Linked DNA regions of Mus musculus: region 1 is linked to region 2. The links are chromatin contacts, called in public promoter capture Hi-C maps. All regions are on one chromosome and are shown on one strand. The core of a region is the stretch at or near the end of the contact, and the rest is flanking DNA. Distances in the headings are between cores, read along the strand shown.

Region 1 (2,700 bases), core at 107-2,606, 320 kb after region 2:
TAAGAGCACTGACTGCTCTTCCAGACGTCCTGAGTTCAAATCCCAGCAACCACATGGTAGCTCACAACCATCTGTAATGAGATCTGATGCCCTTTTCTGGAGTGTCTGAAGACAGTTACAGTGTACTTACATATAATAATAAATAAATCTTTTTTAAAAAATTTAAAAGTGCTGTTTAATTTCTATTTTACTTTATTTCTTCCAAGAAGAAGGTTTATTTTTGTGGGGTTTTTTGTTTTGTTTTTCTGTTTTTTTGACAAAGGGTCTCACACAGCATAGGCAGACTGGCTTCAAGCTGGTGAGAGCTCTGCTTCAGTCCCTCAGTGCTAGGATTACAAGTGGATCTGATGTATAATTTTCATATTAAATGTTGTGATTTTTACTTAGGCTTTCTGAGTCAACTGTCGGGTATTTGCCATAGGTTTAACTCTGGATATTTGCCATGCCTTAAAATGAAACTAAAGGCTTTTACATGTGTTCAACTCGGAGTCAAAGCTGTTGAGCTCTGGAGACAGGTGGAAGTCTTCTCATCGCTGTCACAGCTGTATAGTAGATTTGTTTGTAACATTGAAAGTGTCTGTTTTTGCATGTTTAAGCAATACTAGCTTACATTCAGATGGTCATGCCTTTCTTGTGTGAGTAGTATTTGTGAAGCTTCAGTATGCTGGAAACGAAAATCCTTAGCTTGGCAGTGTGAACTTGACTTACCACATCTTTGGGACCCTTCCAGGTGCGGCTTGTTCAGAAGAAAGACACAGGGCATGTGTACGCAATGAAAATCCTGCGCAAAGCAGACATGCTCGAGAAGGAGCAGGTAACTGAGCGGGAGCTGCCGGCAGTCAGCTTTGGGGGCTTGTTGCCTAATTACACTCTGATGGCTTAGTTGTCTTTATTTTACTACAGTTCTCTCTAGTTAGTTCCCTTATGCATATTGTCCTATTTTTTATCCTCAAAAGATGCACTTGTATATTTAAAAATATAAGTAAGGGACTGGAGAGATGGCTCAGCGGTTAAGAGCTCTGCCTGCTCAATTCCCAGCCACCACATGGTGGCTCACAACCATCTGTAAGGGGAATCTGATGCCCCCTTCTGGCATGTGGATGTATATGCAGCAGAGCACTCATTAAAATAGATAAAATTTTTAAAAAACTACAAGTAAGACCCGTGAATACAGATAGTGTGTTTCACAGTCCAGGCTGTGAGGAAGCAGCTTTGGGTCCTCGATAACCACAGCTACACTTGCAAGAGACCCTCCTTTGAGCTCACGCCTGGTATGATGGGAGTTTTTTGTACTCCTTGGATGGGGATGTAGAACTGGCGAGTCTGAATACACTATAACCTGAACACCTAACCAAAGACGGGTCCTCTGTGAAGCTTACTGATGCGCCAGTTTCTGAATTAATGTGGACAGTGTAAATGGCAGAGCAGCAGAAGGTCTCCTTTATGGTTAGGAACGGTCTTGGGCCGTGGAGCTTCCAGCAGAGTGCTTGTGTATGATGTGCAAAGCCCTGGGCCCTCCCTAGTTAACAGCCCACATTATCCAGTAAGGATGAAGCTCACGATGAAACTAGATCTGACATACATACTTAATGCAAATTCCGTAGGATAGCTTTATTTTTATTTTTTTAAAGTAAGAGTTCAGCCCTTCTGTGGGTCTGTTGAGCTGGTTGCCTCAGAAGAGGTAGCAGTGGGTGACGCTGCAGTTTGAGGCCAGAGATGTTGTGCCAGGCAGAACTCTTCATTTGGAGCCCAGCAGCGAGGATAGAGGCTGTCCCCACATTTAGTGTTCTCTGCCCACTGAGGATTGTAATCAGGGAGCATTTCCTGTCCACATTCAAGTGCCTCTTCAGACCTGTGCTTTGGGGGCTGGAGAGACAGCTGAATGGTTAAAAGAACTAGCTGCTGTTCCAGAGGATCTGGGTTGAATTTCTAGCACCCATATGGTGGCTCTGGAATGGTCACATTCCAGTCCCAGGGAATGTGACACCCTCTACTGGCCTCTTTGTGCAGTGCATGCACATGGTACTCAGACTATACATGTAAGCAAACCAACCATTCACATAGCAGTTATTAAGTCTTTTTTGTTTTTTTTTCTGTTTTACTAGGAAGCCTTGAATTCCTCTTTTTCTTTTCTTTTTTGTTTGTTTGTTTGTTTTTGAGACCGGGTTCCTCATTGTGACCAGCCCTGGCTGTCATACACTTGCTTTGTAGACCAGGCTGGCCTTGACCTTAGAGCTCTACCTGTCTCTGTCTCCTAAGTGTTGGGATTAAAAGTATGCAATACCATGCCCGGCTAAGCCTTGAATTATTTTTATTTCAAATATTTATTTGTTTATTATGTATGTAATGTCCTGGCTGCATGTATGCTTACACACCAGAAGAGGGTACCACATCTCATTCTAGATGGCTCTGAGTCACTACATGGTTGCTGGGAACTGAACTCAGGACCTCTGGAAGAGCAGCCAGTGCTCTTAACCTCTGAGCCATGTATTCAGCCCAAGCCTTGGATTCTTAATTCCAGTTAAAAGTAGATCTTTAACAAATCTTCAGCTATTATTGTAGTTTATGCAAACACCAACTGATATGCGAGTGCCTTACAGCCCTATGTATGTGCTGCCCAGAGGTCAGTGTATGGTGTGGATACATGCTCAGGCTCCAGGAAAGAGGACCAGTTAATCTCTTTGAGGAAAACAATGTCTG
Region 2 (2,700 bases), core at 175-2,674:
AACCATTCTCTGACCCCAGCTCGGCTTCAGGAGTCTGGACATTCCATTCTCCAGAGGGGGAAAAATGACAGATGTATTTAGCACTAATGCCGAAATTATGCAAGGCAAGGAACCCAGACGCGGAGGGGCCTGGACCACCGACAAGCTGGCTGGAGGGTTTTTCCCTCCAGAGCCCAGAACTTGTAGTCCTAATGTGCCCAGGCAAGCTGGTTTGGGCACAGAGTGAGCACCTGTCCATCTCCCCGCTCTCCTTTCTGGGAGGAGCTGCTGGATATCTGGGGACTAGGTGAGGCTGGCTGCCTGCCCAGAGTCCTGTTTTTCATTTGCCACAGGGCTGTCTCCATAAGCACCTACAGCTTCTTAGTGGGCAAGCACTTCTCTTGAGTCACCAGCTGGGTGGTGGGTGGGTGAGCCCCTTCCCTTCCTTCTCCTTCCCCTCCCCACACACTACCAGCTTCGGCTGGGCCAGGAGATACTGACCCTTGAACAGCTGCTGTGGAAGCGATGGGCTGAACACATCCAAGCCACAGGGACAAGGCTGAGGTCACCTGTGGGGAAGGAAGGAATGTGACACTGGCTTTCTGAGCAATGGATCCGACCCTGGGGCCTCTGCTGGGCTTTGGAAGAAGGGACTAGAAGATTGAGAACTGAAAAACAAGTGATGCAACTCCAAGGGGACCCACAGCTGGAGCTGGATACACATCTGGAAAGGCAGTGATGGGAAAACGGCTGGACGCAGTTATGCTCCAGCTACATGCGGTCAAAAAAAAAAAGTTCTTAAATGGGGAGGTCATGGGGAGAGAACTTATATAAAGATCCTGACGAGGATCTTTCTTCCAGCTTGTCTTACCCTTGGGGCTCCTACCTTGCTGACTTTCCTGGTCACAGGCTCCCACCCCAGTGGGGCACGCCCACAGGCTAAGAATGACAGTCTTCCTGGATGGGACCGCCCTGCCTGCCTGCCCGCCTGCTCGCCTGCCCACCTGTTGTGGTTTCCTGTTCTAGCCTCAGTTTCCTTCCTCGTGAATCTTCTGCGCTGGACTATGCTATGTTGAAGGGCAGCATCTCCGTCTCCAGGGAAACAGGAAGCCAGAAGGACTGGGGATGTTATTCTTTTCTTTTAGAAGACAAACCATACTATCCCAGGACTTGGGAGGCAGACACACAGATCTCTGTGACTTAAGGCTAGCTTGTTCTGTGTAGTAAGTTCCAGGACAGCCAGGGCTACACAAGGAGGTCCTGTCTCAAACAAATAAACAAGCCTACACCCAAATTTGCTCTGAATTGCACCAAATTGGTGAGTGTCACAGGTCACTCCCTCTCCTTAATAAAACCCAGAGTGGGGCGAGGGCAAGCCCTGGCTCTTCCATAAGCTGCAAGGGCTGTGGTGTCCATTCAGAGTTGACTGTGTGAGCTCTGGGTACTTGGGCACAAATGCTTCAAGCTAGCTCACAACACCTGCCTCCCCAGGGAGCCAATCTAGAGCCTAGAGTCCCACAGAGAATGAACCCAACTCAAACAGAGCTGGCCACGCCACTGCCTAGTAAACACATTAACCTGTGGCAATACCATCCTTTTGGAGCCCCACTGCTGATTCCCACTGGCACCTGAGGTGAGACAGCTGATTGGTCTCCCAGTTCCTCACCTTGCCACGTCCCCCCTCCATACCAGCAGGCAAGCAGAGGGCCCTCTGCTGCTGTCTCCAGGTCTCAGCCCTTCCTGCAGGCTTCCTTGAGGTGGGTGACTTCTATGTGGTGGCTATGAGTGGGAAAGCCTGAGAACTTCTCCCTTAACCCGCACACTGGCGTCTCAGCTGAAGCACACACAGAAGCCTGGACTGGTCTCTGCTGCTTCTCTGCTGCACCGCAGAGCAGCCTGGGAGTTTTGGGACTTCCCATGTGTCCTTAAGGCCAATACAGGCAAGGTTTCCTTAGTTTTCAAGTTTTCCGAGTCAAACAGGGAAAGAACACAAGGTAACCCCCAGGCTGAGACGGTGGCCCTGCACTTCACCTCTGAGCCTCCTCAGAGCCCTCGGTGGTTAACTCTAAAGATCACATTTCAGCAGGCTCTGGAGCCCCAGGCCCTGTGTGGAACCCTGCTCCGCACCATCAGGGGAAGGACTCTGGAAGCTCAGGGCTGGCCTCTGCTTGGTCCTCTTGACTTACAACCTCTGAAATCCTAACTGCTTAGCAGTGGAGCCTATCTACAAAGGCTTGTTTTCCCTCCAACAGCCACACAAAGGACAAGCTCCCCCAGGTGCAGTCCCTGCTTGAGCCAGAGGAGGCTCTGAGCCCTTCCACTCAGCTTTGTGAAGGCTGCCTTTCACGAACCACAACCACCCCAGCCTCCTCTCTTTGGCACCCTCTTTGGTTGACCCCACTCATGCTCCCTGTTGTGAGATGGGAGGGAATGAGGGCCTGGAAGAAGGCACAGGGCCCCTCCGAGGGCAGAGAGGACCCCACAGAGGGTCATGACTTCCACCACTACTGGCTGCTTTGGCCTATAGACCTGGGCAGACATCTGACTTCTGCAATTTGGAACCAGAGGCCACTCAATTCTTTTTGTCCATCTTTGTAAGTGACGTCCAGCGACCAAGTACCTAGTCATATCAATAAAAGACCAGTAAGAAGGTAGAGGAAGCTGGGTGCAATGGTATACTCCTTTAATTTTCAGCACTTGGGGCACAGGCAGATCTCTGTG

What was found. Capture Hi-C pulls out chosen DNA fragments and counts their contacts.
Region 1: a contact with region 2 is called in a promoter capture Hi-C map of adipose tissue. The contact joins two enhancer-like sites. A contact is called at or near these places in 1 of 115 datasets of contacts at active chromatin or transcription factors (large pre-B cells) and 3 of 9 other capture datasets (adipose tissue, liver and pancreatic islet).

Annotation. Positions count from the first base shown.
Region 1 is chr17:28,986,292-28,988,991 of GRCm38.p6, reverse strand. Stk38 (serine/threonine kinase 38) reads left to right here. Exons shown (of 14, transcript NM_134115.3): 5 at 731-814. Among named protein-coding and RNA genes, the nearest start is that of Stk38, 20 kb to the left of the region's middle. Within about 2 kb of position 1,356, at least 10 of the 459 cell types and tissues checked have an H3K27ac peak or open chromatin away from gene starts, as enhancers often do. A contact at or near this core is called in adipose tissue, where this site is marked.
Region 2 is chr17:29,302,830-29,305,529 of GRCm38.p6, reverse strand. It overlaps BC004004 (cDNA sequence BC004004), which reads right to left. Exons shown (of 9, transcript NM_030561.3): 9 at 2,643-2,700. Among named protein-coding and RNA genes, the nearest start is that of Pi16, 15 kb to the left of the region's middle. Within about 2 kb of position 1,424, at least 119 of the 459 cell types and tissues checked have an H3K27ac peak or open chromatin away from gene starts, as enhancers often do. A contact at or near this core is called in adipose tissue, where this site is marked.